Regions from separate parts of the Danio rerio genome. Here region 2 is linked to region 1. A link is a contact called in public Hi-C data. All regions are on one chromosome and are shown on one strand. The core of a region is the stretch at or near the end of the contact, and the rest is flanking DNA. Distances in the headings are between cores, read along the strand shown. Region 1 overlaps fhdc4 (FH2 domain containing 4). Region 2 overlaps trim3a (tripartite motif containing 3a).

Region 1 (7,050 bases), core at 3,402-5,901:
ACATTCACATATCAATAAGTCTTCTGTGTAATCTCATTCATTATGTTGTAGCTGCCTGAATATAAAAATGCACAAAAATTACGATAAAAATTGCAAATATCTGGAGCTAAAGTTATTTAAGCTCAATATTTGTGTTCTTTATATGGGTCAAAGGTGAAATGGGGTTCATATAACTGTTTATATAATATAATTTAGAATAGGATTTATTAATAATGTATTTTAAAAAACTACATTTAAGGACTAAACATTATAAAAATTATCATTTGAAATCTTTATACTTAAATAATAACACACTTTTTTATTTTTAATAAAAAAATAAGACCATTATGTAATATGAATATTCTGTGTATTTTTTATTAATAAATACAGGCTATGTGTACTTTTATATTTCACAAATATATCTGTTACACTGAAAAGTTCCTTAAATTACCAATAAGTCTTCTGTTTTATCCCATTCATTATGTTGTAGCTGGATATAAAACTGCGCATATTACAAAAATCTGGAGCTGGAGTTATTTTAGCTCCATTCTAGTGTTCTTTATATGGATCAAAGGTGAAATGGTGTATATACAGTTATGTCCATAAATATTTTGACATCGACACAATTCTAACATTTTTGGCTCTAAACACCAACACAATAGATTTGAAATGAAATTAACAAGATGTGCTTTAACTGCAGACTGTCAGCTTTAATTTAAATATTTCATTTAATATTGAATATTTACATCCAAATCAGGTGAATGCTGTAGGAATTACAACAGTTTGCATATGTGCCTCTCACTTGTTAAGGGACCAAAAGTAATTAGACAGAATAATAATCATAAATCAAACTTTAACTTTTTAATACTTGGTTGCCAATCCTTTGCAGTCAATTACAGCCTGAAGTCCGGAACGCATAGACATCAGATGCTGTGTTTAATTTTTTGGTGGTGCTCTGCCAAATTGTTCCAAACAGATATTTATGGACCTAACTGTATAACAATTTATATAAAAGAAAAATACACATTTATAACAGGAGCTATTAATTATGTATTTAAAAATATATATTTAAGAACAAAATATTATAATTATCATTTGAAATCTTTATACTTAACTATACCTATGAATATTCTGTGTATTTCTTTCATCAATAAATACAGGCCATCATTACTGTGTACTTTCATATTTCATAAATATATCTGTTACACTGATAAATCATTTGAAACATTAAAGTACTCACTTAACCTGCATTTCATATGCTTTTCTGCATATACACTGCAAAAAATGCTTTTCTTGCTTAGAATTTTTGTCTTATTTCTAGTCTAAATATCTAAAATTTCTTATATCAAGAAACATTTTCTAGACAAGCAAAACAAATTGTCTTGTTTTTAAAAATAAAATGCCAATATTAAGTGAGTTTTTCCTTAAAACAAGCAAGATAATCTGCCAATAGGGTAAGCAAATTAATCTTGTTTTTTTCTTATGACGTAAGATTATTTTGCTTAACCCATTGGCAGAATATTTTGCTTAACTCACTTAATATTGGCATATCATTTCTCAAAACAAGACCGTATGTTTTGCTTGTCTAGAAAATTCTTCTTGATTTAGGAATTGGTAGATTTTGGACTAGAAACAAGACAAAAATCTAAGTAAGAAAAGCATTTTTTTGCCGTGTATAAAATGACATATTTCTATTCAGCCTTAATTTATGTTTATTTTATTACAGTACTTTCGGTAATATCCGTTAGTGGCCATAGTGATGTTTCTAATATTCCTGTTTTTATTTTTAGAGTTAGTTTATGCTCTAACATTTCATTTATTATATATTTTTTGATGTTTTGACTTTAGTAAAAAAAACACATTTTAATAGTTGTATTTATAGTTAATGATACTGACTTTAAAAATAAAATGTGTTATTAACAATTCTCAATAATGTTAATATTATATGAAATTTGAAACGCAGTCATTTTCTTTTGTATGTTTGGTTTAAAAGACTTGCAATAGATCTATAACGGTTCAATTGCTGAGCTCAATAGCAATACATGATGAAAAGCCAGAAATTAGTGGAAAAATATTTTCTGTCTTCGTCAATACAGGATTCATAAGCAGGAAATTGAGACTGATTTCCAAAAGGAAATAAGTAAAGTCCAGAAGTCCAAGGAGAATGCTAGTAAACAGCCGGATCTGGAGGAACAGATGAGGGATTTTCTGCAGGTGAGGAATTTTATACGTCAACATTCTTCAAGAGTTTACCTGTGAATATGAGCAGGCATGTTTTGCTTTTAACTCTTTAGTTTCCAGAAATGCTAAAATACTACATCATTGCATTCACCAAACTGCATGAAATGCTAATTTCTAAAGAAGTTTAATTTCTGAAGAGTCCTTCCATCTATCTTTTCCTTTGCTTTTTTAGAATGCAGAGACACGAATACAGGAGATGGAGGAATCCTTCAAGATGCTTTCAGCCGTGAGTGATTCAGTGGCACAGTATTTCTGTGAGGACCCTACTCAGTTCAAACTAGAGGAGTGTTGCTCCATTTTCTACTCTTTCTGTGAGAAGTTCAAACGAGCAGTCCAGGTAATTCCCCATCTAAAGATATTACACTTAAGTGGTTGTAAACTTTAATGAATTTCTTTCTTCTGTTGAATACAAAACAAGATGTTCTGAAGAATGTTGAAAAACATGTCAAAAAACAGCCTTTGACGTCAATAGTAGGAACAAAAAATACTATGGTAGTCTACAGCCCCTTTCACACATACAGACCTTTCTGGGAAATTACCGACAATTTTCTGGAAAGGTCTGTATGTGTGAACGGGCCCTTTTTGAAAATACGGGTAAACTCGTTCCGGCTATTTTCCCGAAAGAGAAGTTGTAACATTACCAGTAATTCGTCGGAGTGCTGTGCCAGAGACTGCATTCACATCTAGAACGCGATGTCTTGAGATGTCTACTTTGGCTCAGACACATTCAAATCCACACTTTTTATAAAAATAAAAGCCTTAGAATATTTTTCCAGACACATTTAGCTGCTAGATGTTAGTCAGATAATGTTTATGTGTTCCTTCTTAATGCTAACTGTGTAAACAATTATTGAAGAAATGCTTATGATACCCCTGAAACCCCTGTTTGTTTACCTTCAAGCTCTGCTTGACGCGTGCACGTGAAGGAGCCGGTGAGCGACATCACACACATATTATGACTAACTCGACATCTGAAAGTGTTCCTTAATATGTTTTTATATAAGTTGTTTACAATACTTGATTCCACAGAATTTGTAATGTAGACAATTGTGTAAACATTTAATCGCGGTTCACGTTTCTGCCTTTGGATGTCTCACAAAGCATCTGCATAAATGCTAAAACTTTAAATAAAAGTAAAACCATTTCTATGTTTACAAATACAAGCGCTGCTGTTTATGGGTCATTTCTGGTTAATGATGTCAGAATTTACCAGTATTTTGGAATGGATGTGGGAATGGTTTTTTCTGGAAAAATGATGGAACGTCCGTGTCTGTGTGAACACCTTTTTTATGAATTTACCGGTAAAGTCATACTGGAATTTTTGGATATTTACCAGTATCACTGTGTGAAAGGGGCTAATGGCTGTTATTCTTAAGTATTTCTTCTTCGGGTTCAGCAGAAGAAAGAAAATCAAACAGTTTTGGAACAAGTGGAGAATGAGTAAACGAAATTCATTTTAGAGTGAACTATCAGAAATTAGGGAAAAAAATTAACAGGGGGGCTAATAGTTCTGACTTCAACTTTACATATATATATATACAGTATATATATATATATATATATATATATATATATATATATATATATATATATATATATATATATATATATATATATATATATATATAATGGTTATATTTGACTTTAGAAAAGGTGTAAGAACTATGTTTACATGTCCTCTCTCTGCTTTAGGAGAACCTCGATCGAGACATACTGGAAGTGAAGCGCAGGCAGCGAGAGGGTTCTCAAAATGCAGCCAAGCGACGCTCCACTGCCACCTGCTCCTCACGAGACAAGGACATTGAAGGAGCTGCTTTGGAGTCCATTCTACAGAGGTTCAACAGTCGCCAGTCCCGTCGCAGAGCAGGAAATGCTTCACCCACACTAGGGAACCTTACTGACATCCTCCAGGAAAATCGTCCCGCTGACAGGGCGGTCAAAAGAGACAGTTGGATCAAAGGTGCCCTGCAATCCTCTGTGATCAAGGAGAGCTTTGAAAGGGAAGAGATGCCTAAAAACCCACAGATTACAATCTCAAGCCCGGCGCATGAAACCCCCAGTACCCCCAATTCCACAGTCAATCAGAGACTCTCGGTAACAACAGAGCAGGATGAGGATGATGTTCAGACTGAGAAGGAGGTGCGCAATATGAGAGAGGTGTCAAGGAAAGTTTTACAATACCAGTCTAGTAAAAGCAGCATTTCATCTGGCGAGGCCCTTTCACCGCTCCTGTCTCCACGCCAGACATTCTTCCAGGAAGACAGAAGACAGCTGCTCATAGTAGCCATAGAAGAAAACACTGCAAACTCCAGCTCTCTGTTGCAAAACAGCCAGATCATCAACCGCCGGCACACGATCTCACTTCCCGAAGCCAACTGTGGAAACGCCAGCCAAGAGGACATATTCGTGCCGTGCAATCTGAATGCATCTCCGGCTCCCTCTATAGATGCTATTGGGAAGGTGAAATCTTTGGATAGTGCTATACTTTCCACACAACAGAACTCTACTGTTAAAGACTCCAATTCTCAAAACGAATCACAATCCACTGAATCACCACAATTAGAAAAATCAGAGGCAAAGACTGAAGACACAGTGCCTAACATGCAGTTTAATGGTGGGAAAAGAAACAGCCAGACAGTATCCTTTAAAAGTGCTAAAGAAGGCTTTAGCTTTATGTCTTTATTTAAGCGCTGGAGGGAAAAGGACAAATCGAAAGAGCTTGATTCTGACAGTGTGGACCCATGATTTAAAAACATGTATATATATATTTATTCAGACATTCCTGCTGCATGTATGAAAAGCTAGTTTGGTACTTCGTGATGGATAATTTCCTTGTCACCTATTTAAAAAGCAGGAGTTTGAATGTGTGGAAAACAGTAAGTTTCACCTGCAGTGCTCTTTATGCAACACAAGGGGGCAGTACATGACATACAGTTGAAGTCAGAATTATTATTTCTAATCATAATAGTTTTAATAACTCATTTCTAATAACTGATTTATTTTATCTTTGTCATGATGACAGTAAATAATTTTTTATTAGATATTTTTCAAGGCACTATAGCATAAAGTAACATTTAAAGGCTTAACTAGGTTAATTAGGTTAACTAGATAGGTTAGGGTTTTTAAGCAAGTTATTGTATAACGATTGTTGTTCTGAAGACAGTCAGAAACAAAATTACCTTAAAGGGGCTAATAATTTTGACCTTAAAATGGTGTTTAAAAAATTAAAAGCTGCTTTTATTCTAGCTGAAATAAAACAAATTAGACTTTCTCCAGCAGAAAAAAATTTATCACGCATGCTGTAAAAATTTCCTTGCTCTGTTAAACGTCATTATAAATTAAATTCAAAAAGGGGCTAATAATTCTGACTTCAACTGTATATCAATGATTCAGACTGCACTGTGTCTCAAATTGTTCTCTTTTTTTTTTTTTTTTTTTTTGCCCATTTGTGATTCGAGTCTATTTTGTGACAGTCTGTGAACAGCATGAACCATCTGCAATCTGATCTTTTTCATTTTGATTTTGGCCACCTTAATACAGTATGTGGTCCTAAAGTTGATGTCACTACAGAAGATCAGTTTGTACCAGGGGTCACCAACCTTTTTAAAACTGAAAGCTACTTCTTGGGAACTGATTAATGTGAAGGGCTACCAGTTAGATACACACTTCTCAAATAACGAATTTGCTCAATTTACTTTTAATTATATGTTATTATTAATAAATAATGATATTCTTCCGCGAAGACACTGATCATGTTAATGATTTCTCACAATAGTTGTCAACAATGATTTAACACGGTAGGAAACAGATAAATATCAGTATGCAACACTTTATTTCTATAAATCTAAAGTATTTACATTTTAAAATAAGTACTTCTGCAATATTTTTACTAGCCACTAACAATTTTGAACACATCATGCACTACAATGTACCGTGTTTGTTCAGATGATCAATTGTGTAACAAAAATCAACTTTCAGATTTTACTGAAATTATCACCAAATCTACAACATTTTTAACATTCACTCTTTTAAACCACAGAAGTTGCTCCGAGTTTGACATTGGAGAAAGTGGAGTTTATAGTCGTTAGTCTTTGTTTTGCTTTTCAGTCTGAAAATGTCTTGTTCTCCTAATCAAAAAATGTATAGATCTAAACAAGGCTTCGGTTGCAGTTTTTTGAGGGGTTTTCACAGGTCTCGTGAGAAAAGACTGCTGTTTTTACAAACTGTCCTTTAATTCACTGTAAATTCCTATTACTAGAAACCTGCAACCAGATAGAAGAAGCTGAAACTCTGAGTGTAGAGGATGAGCAGTGTCACTTAAGATTTAATTTGTAATTCTCTTTAGCTGCCTGGTGTACACAGCCTCTAGATCTAGATAGCCTCTTACTGGACCAATTAACTATTTGTCTCGCTCTGCTGTCCCCATATGAAGAAAAAAAGAACTCTTTCTCCTATTCACTCTGGAAATGATCTGCCATTTCCTGCCATGTTCCTGCACCCGCAACCATTGCTGTGGAGACCGGCTAGCTCTGATCTAATATGAAATGTTTTTTAAAGTTTATATATATATATATATATATATATATATATATATATATATATATATATATATATATATATATATATATATATATATATATATATATATATATATATATATATATATATATATATGTCATTTTTAAATTTACAATAATGCAAGTGTGATTTAAAAAGAATAGCTTAAAAATTATAAGATGTAGCTTACTGGTAAGTGGTGCTATGGTGAGCTATTTATAGAACAGGCTACCTGGTTTGGTGACCCCTGGTTTGTACAGTGCATGTCTATAT
Region 2 (7,050 bases), core at 1,983-4,482, 45 kb after region 1:
TATATTTGCATATTTATTTATTTATTATTATTTTATTTCCCCAGGAATTTTGAATTTACTTACTCATTTATTTATTTGCGTATTTATTTATTCATTTATTTATAGTTTTTGCAGATTTCGTATTCCATATGCTTTGCTTTGTTTTGCTTTGCTTTGTTTTTATTGTAATTTATTTTGACCACCGTATTTCTTTAATTTCCCTTTTATTTTGTTTTACATTATTTTGACCACTGTTTTTCTCTTCTTTTCTATCTCCTATGGGATCTGAGAGGTGGCTGAGGGAGGGAAGTGTTTATTGGGTTAGTAATAGTTAGCAATAACCTTAAATTATAATTTATAAAATGAATATTGTAGTTTGATGTCCCATGTATTAAACCCATTTGAAATAAAAAATAAAAGTACTGTATGTGACTGTAGCTTGAACAACCAGAGGTAATAATCCATATATATATATATATATATATATATATATATATATATATATATATATATATATATATATATATATATATATATATATATATATATATATATATATATATATATATATATATACTGTATATATATATATATATACACACACACACACACACACACACACACACACACAAATGTTATATATAATATGGCAAATTATATACAAACAGATAAACAGAATGTCTGTGAAACCTTCAGAATATAGATATGAATACAGCTGTGAGATTTAAACTTCATTTTAGAAAACCACTTCTTTACTGAATTACTGGACTGAAAATAAAAAAACGAAAAAATACTTTTTTTAATAACAGCTACAAGAAAAAAGCTGTTTGGCTGCAGTCAGGTCTGTCACAATAATCAATATATCGACGTATTGCAGCTGAATACATGTACATGACCTCAATGCATTTTGATGACGCAATATGCATCACCCATCATGTTAACATAAAAATCCCTGACAGCTGAAGAAAAGTACATATTTACATTTTCCTAAAAACTACTGATGGTTTGGGAAAAAAAGTTGTCCAAATGAGCTGTTTCAAAGCTGCATTTATTTTTAGCCATTTTACAGGAACATTGAAATTCTACATCACCATTGTAAATATTTAAATTAGTTCATTTAAATAACATTTAGAATGAATAGTTGTTGTCCTAATTTGCGTTCTTATTCTGCTATATAAACATTATAGTGGCATAAAGCAATCTTAAAATGAGAATAATGTTGTTTTTTTGTGTGTGACAGGCCTACCTGCACTGTCTCACCTTGAAGGTTCACTAAGCAACATTTAAAAAAACAGTGTCCAAAAACTCTTTCAGCCAATCAGTAGTAAGGGGCGTGTCTAGTTACAATATTTAAAAGGGGAGAGGTCTTGTTGTTTTATGGCGGTCTTTTTTTGCCATCTAAAAAAATGTACATCATTTGCTAAATAATGCACCTTTAAGTATTTCTGAGTGCATTTTCATTCAACTTGAACTTGTGCTTGTTTTTCAGATGCCTCCAGAACTACATCCCACCTCAGTCTTTGACCCTGTCCTGCCCCGTGTGCCGACAGACCTCCATTCTGCCGGAGAAGGGTGTAGCAGCGCTGCAGAATAATTTCTTCATAACTAATCTGATGGAGGTGTTGCAGAGAGAGCAGGACTGCACCCGTTCTGAAGCATCTAGTGGGCTGGAGTCGGCTGGAGCGGCTACATACGCTCCGCCACTGTCCTGCCCAAACCATGAGGGCAAGGTAAGCACAGACACATATTACTGATGGGACAGTACTGATGATGAGAGCAGGACTGATCCTCCTGTGTACTAAATATTCAGTACAGTACAGAAAAATATACTTCAGTACAGAACTGAATACTGTAGAAAGATATTAATGGGACATTTGCAGATTTAAATTGGGTAGTGTTATAATTTGTAGTTTTATGTAACAGAAGCAAGCTAATTTGTAGCACAAGCGAGTTCTTATTTTAGTAATTCTATTTTAATAAAACATAAAGCATTGCCTTATAATTTAGATTTACTTTTTAGTTTTAAACTCAAGTACCATTATCATTAAGTATCATTTATTTTTGTGCAATAAAAAATATATAATAGTGCTTAATAATTGTAGTGCTTAATCACAAATGATTCATTGTGATTAATTGCATCCAAAATTACAGTTTTGTTTACATAATATGTGTGTACCCTGTGTATATTTATTATGTGTATAAATAAATGCAAATACATGCAAGAATATATTTAAGAAAATTAAATATAATAATAGATCATATGTTAGATAAGAATGTAAATAAATGAATGTACATAAATATTTTCTAAATATAGACTGGATTTACATACAAATTTATTATATACGGTACAGTACAGTTCTCAGCATATATGCGTACACCCCCTTCAAATCTCTCATTTAAATTAAAAAAAATTTTTATAGAATTTTTTGCAATATTATATTTGTGCATATACATTAGTTTAGTCAGTACTGAAGCTAATCTAACAACATAACTTACAATAATGGTTCAAAAATTAGTAGCCCAAATTTATATGTTAGGGGAAAATATTAAATACAATTTTTTTTTTAAATTAGCAAAAATCAAGAGAAACTAAAAATATTTACTATTTTGTTCAAATGTTGTAATTTGTAAATTTTTTTTGTAACATTTTGCATGAATTTAATTGTATTATTTTTCCATTTCTAAAGATGTTCTGTGACTAAAATACTATTTTAATAAATATATCTGTTTAATAAATCTGTTTTGTTTAAATGCACCAAAATACATTGCGAATATTCACTAAGAAGTGGATAAAAGTATTCAATTTTAAAATGGGGTCTACTCAATTATGCTGAGCAATGTATACATATAGATGCACACATTGTAAAGGTTTGTATTTATATGTACATAATTAATAAGAATTGTACACACATATATTATGGAAAAAAGACTTTTATTTTGCATGCGATTTAAACATTTGACAGCATGTGTTTCTGTGTGTGACCAGAAAAAGCTTATGTTTTATATGTTTTATAATTTATTTATTTATTTATTTAGGCAATCATTTCTTTGTTAATCTATCTATTTATTTGTCTGTTTATTTACTTGGAATGATTCAATATAAAAATTATTTATGTGTCCATTATTTTCAGTAAGTTTTTGTCGCCCTCTGCAGGTTATGGAGTTTTACTGCGAGTCTTGTGAAACAGCCATGTGTTTGGAGTGCACTGAGGGGGAGCACAGAGAACATGTGACCGTCCCACTGCGGGATGTTCTGGAGCAACACAAAGCGGCGCTGAAGAACCAGCTGGATGCTATTCGAAACAGGTTCACACTGCCAAAAATAATACCGAGCTCACTGATAATCTGAGCCCAGGAGCTACAGCTCATTCTTAACTCTTTCCTTAGACATCCAGTCAGTTGGACTGCAGGCAAAAACTTTTTTCATGCACTTATTAATTTTTGAGATTAAGGCTTTTTTGGTTTTTCATCAAGTATTTTTTGTTCTTATGTAAACCAAACATCCAAAATACACTTTCTGTTTCTTTTGTCTCTCTTTTTTTGTCAAACTTTTCATTTTTGTCTATAGATTTCATTTACAGGGATTTTTTTCCAGACCACTTTTTGAACATGAGTATTTTTTTACTATACTGAGTCTTAAATCTGGCAACGCTGTGGCGCAGTAAGTAGTGCTGTTGCCTCATGGCAAGAAGGTCGCTGGTTCAAGCCTCGGCTGGGTCAGTTGCCGTTTCTATGTAGAGTTTGCATGTTCTTCCTGCGTTCGCGTGGGTTTCCTCCGGGTGCTCCAGTTTCCCCCACAGCCCAAAGACATGCAGTACAGGTGAATTGGGTGGGCTAAATTGTCCGTAGTGTATAAGTGTGAATAAGTGTGTAAGGATGTTTCCCAGAGATGGGTTGCAGCTGGAAGGGAATCCGCTGTGTAAAACATATGCTGGATAAGTTGGCAGTTCATTCCGCTGTGACGACCCAAGATTAATAAAGGGACTAAGCTATAATAAGAAAATGAATGAATGAATGAGACTTAAATCTCCACTTCATCAGCCCTCACACACACACACAAATAGGGATTGATTTATACAAAATGATGTCTGCAATTCCTAAAGGGACACTCCATGTTTTGTCAAAAACAGTTTTGTTTCTATTAAATCTATTCAGCCGATCTTCAAGTCTGGCAGGAGCATTTTTAGCTTATCTTAGCATAGATCATTGAATCAGATTAGACCATTAGCATCTTGCTAAAAATATATATATTTTTAAAATTCCTATTTAAAGTTTTAATCTTCTGTAGTTACACACATACTGTATGGCCAGGATCTAAACTCTCATTCTGACATAATAATACAGAAATGTTGCCCCCGTACCATGGTTGCAGCAGGCATAATAATATTAAGTAACTAGTCCCCAGCTAAGCAACTCGGTATCAGATCTGTGTAATATCATTGTACATTACTGAACTACTGAAGAGTCAAGCTTTAAATAGGAAAATTATCTGAACCTTTTTGAACGAGATGCTAATAGTCTATTTCAATTCAGTGATTTATGCTAAGCTAAGCTAAAAGTACTCTCACCAGACACAGAGATCATCTGATTGGACTCTAAAATGGGGCAGTTGTTAAATGAGCAAATGTTTCCCCAAAAAAGTGGAGTGTTCCTTTTGTAACCAATCAGCTAAAAAAGTTTGGACAACTATTAGCTTAGTTTTTTTTTTTTTACCATATTCACCTGGAGTGTCTTGTCTTAAGTTCACTGTGACTAATATCTGTTAATTAACAGTTTCTTCTAGTTTATGATTCAAGGGTGTTTTTGTTAATTTGTGCTTTCGATTCATATTATGGCATGTATAAACTACAATAAAATAGTTTCATCTTTATGGAGATTTTTAGAGATCATCAATCAGAGAGTTTGTTGTGGTTGTGTGTTACAGGCTTCCTCAGCTGACGGCAGCCATCGAGCTGGTGAATGAGATCTCCAAACAGCTTACAGACCGCAAGAATGAGGCCGTGACAGAGATCAGCAACACCTTTGAGGAGCTGGAGAAAGCCCTGCACCAGCGCAAGACCACCCTCATCACTGACCTGGAGAACATCTGCAGCACCAAGCAGAAGGTTAGAAACCTGCCGCTGCTAGACAGATAATACATTTTTAAAATAGTAAATGGTAAATATTATTCCCTCATTATCTTTATGAACTGTAACAATGTTTATTTAGCAGGAACATTGATTTTCTACTTTTTAATGTAGTTTTAAGAGCAAACAAGGAAACAAATATAACCCTCTGAAGGAAAAAATTTAATTACAGTACGATAAATTGCCTGATAGTGACTTCAAAATATAATAATTGAAGAAATAAACAAAAAAATCAATTTTATTTTTAAATTGACATTTTATTTGGATTTTTCATGTAATATTCATTAAAATAAATAGTCAACTATTTACAGATAAAAAATAACTTTTATTTAAGATTTTTCAATAATTTATGTTTTTTTTTCAGAACAACTACTTGCCCTACAATTTTACCCCTTACAGATGAGAAAATAATAATAAATATAGTATAACAATTATAAAAATAAAATAAGAAAAATTATACAAAATAAATAAATAAAAAGCACTGCCATCATAAATACTTTTCATGGAATACATTTGTACATAAAGTTACATTCTGTTACATTGCAGTTACCTCAGATTCAGTGATATGTTAATTAACCTCTAAATGTACATCTATAAATATGTTGTAATACTTTTCCACCTCTTTAAAAAAATATCTTTAAATGAAATATGTCTTCATTTTAGACATTTAGTCATTTTTTCCATTACATAGACCTGTTTAAGTCTCTAAATCCACTGAGCCACCTTTGGAGGACCTTCCATCCAATGCACTGTTATAATTTTTGCAAGCAATATCCTATTTACTACTTAATACTAGTACAACTACTACCACTACCACTACCACTACCCACTACTACTACTACTACTACTACTACTACTACTACTACTACTACTACTACTACTACTACTACTACTACTACTAATAATAATAATAATAATAATAAAGATTATTAATTAAATATTTTACTGTCTTTTATTTTACTATTTACAGATTTTTAAATAATATTTATTTTTTAATGTAATATTCTGCACTACTACTATTACTATTACTACTACTAATGAAGATTAATTAATTAAATATTTTACTGTCATTTATTTAAATATTTAACTATTTAAAGATTTAAAAAAAAGACATTTATTAAAGCAGTTTTTATATTTTGATTAAAATAAAATAATATTAATAATAAAACAATAATAATAAATAAATCATCTGTTTACAGATTTGAATCATTAAATTTTTTCATGTAATATTCTGTAATAATAATAATGATGAAAATAATATAAAAAATCTACTATTTACAGATTTGTATATAAAAATGTGTTTTTAGCTTTATTTAAATTGTTTTAAAAAATTTGTAATTTTAATTTATTATTCAAACAGCACAAATCATGAATCTTGTAGACATTTTTGAAAGAAAAAGAAACCACAAAAAATTAAACAATAAATTACCTCATTGTGAACAACAACAATTGCTGTTACTATATACAGATTGTTTAAAAAAAGTGTTTTTGCAGGTTCTTCAGGGTCAGCTGGCTGCTCTGATGCAGGGAAAGGAGAACATCCAAAGCAGCTGCAGCTTCACGGAGCAGGCGCTGAACCACGGTAGTCCCACTGAAGTACTGCTAGTGCAGAAACAGATGGGCGAGCGGATGGGGGCTCTGGCCCGGCATGCTTTCCCTGAGCAGCCGCATGAGAACGGACACCTGGACTGTCAGGTGGAGACCGAGGGCTTGCGACGCTCTATACAGAACCTAGGCGTCCTGCTCACCACCAGTTCAGTGGGTCACACCAGTGTGGCTACTGGAGAGGGACTCCGACACGCTGTTGTAGGACAGAACACCACTGTTACTGTCACCACCAAGGTCAGTTCAGAACTTTCAGAACTATACTAACAAATGAAAACTAAGAACATTCTAGAACTTTCAGAACTCGACTTACAAATGAAAACTAAGAATATTCTAGAGC

The links. A called contact is a pair of places that touch in the nucleus more often than the background predicts.
Region 2: a contact with region 1 is called in a Hi-C map of an unstated tissue, with 7 times the contacts expected there. The contact joins two enhancer-like sites. A contact is called at or near these places in 4 of 18 Hi-C or Micro-C datasets (caudal fin, embryo, hematopoietic stem cells and 1 more) and 1 of 4 datasets of contacts at active chromatin or transcription factors (caudal fin).

The regions. Positions count from the first base shown.
Region 1 is chr15:34,894,285-34,901,334 of GRCz12tu, forward strand. It overlaps fhdc4 (FH2 domain containing 4), which reads left to right. Exons shown (of 13, transcript XM_073923859.1): 11 at 2,076-2,193; 12 at 2,393-2,557; 13 at 3,913-5,959. The coding sequence ends at 4,965. Among named protein-coding and RNA genes, the nearest start is that of trim3a, 11 kb to the right of the region's middle. Within about 2 kb of position 4,652, at least 5 of the 62 cell types and tissues checked have an H3K27ac peak or open chromatin away from gene starts, as enhancers often do.
Region 2 is chr15:34,940,264-34,947,313 of GRCz12tu, forward strand. trim3a (tripartite motif containing 3a) reads left to right here. Exons shown (of 14, transcript XM_681203.9): 3 at 1,469-1,709; 4 at 3,134-3,285; 5 at 4,904-5,084; 6 at 6,600-6,947. Among named protein-coding and RNA genes, the nearest start is that of trim3a, 35 kb to the left of the region's middle. Within about 2 kb of position 3,233, at least 22 of the 62 cell types and tissues checked have an H3K27ac peak or open chromatin away from gene starts, as enhancers often do.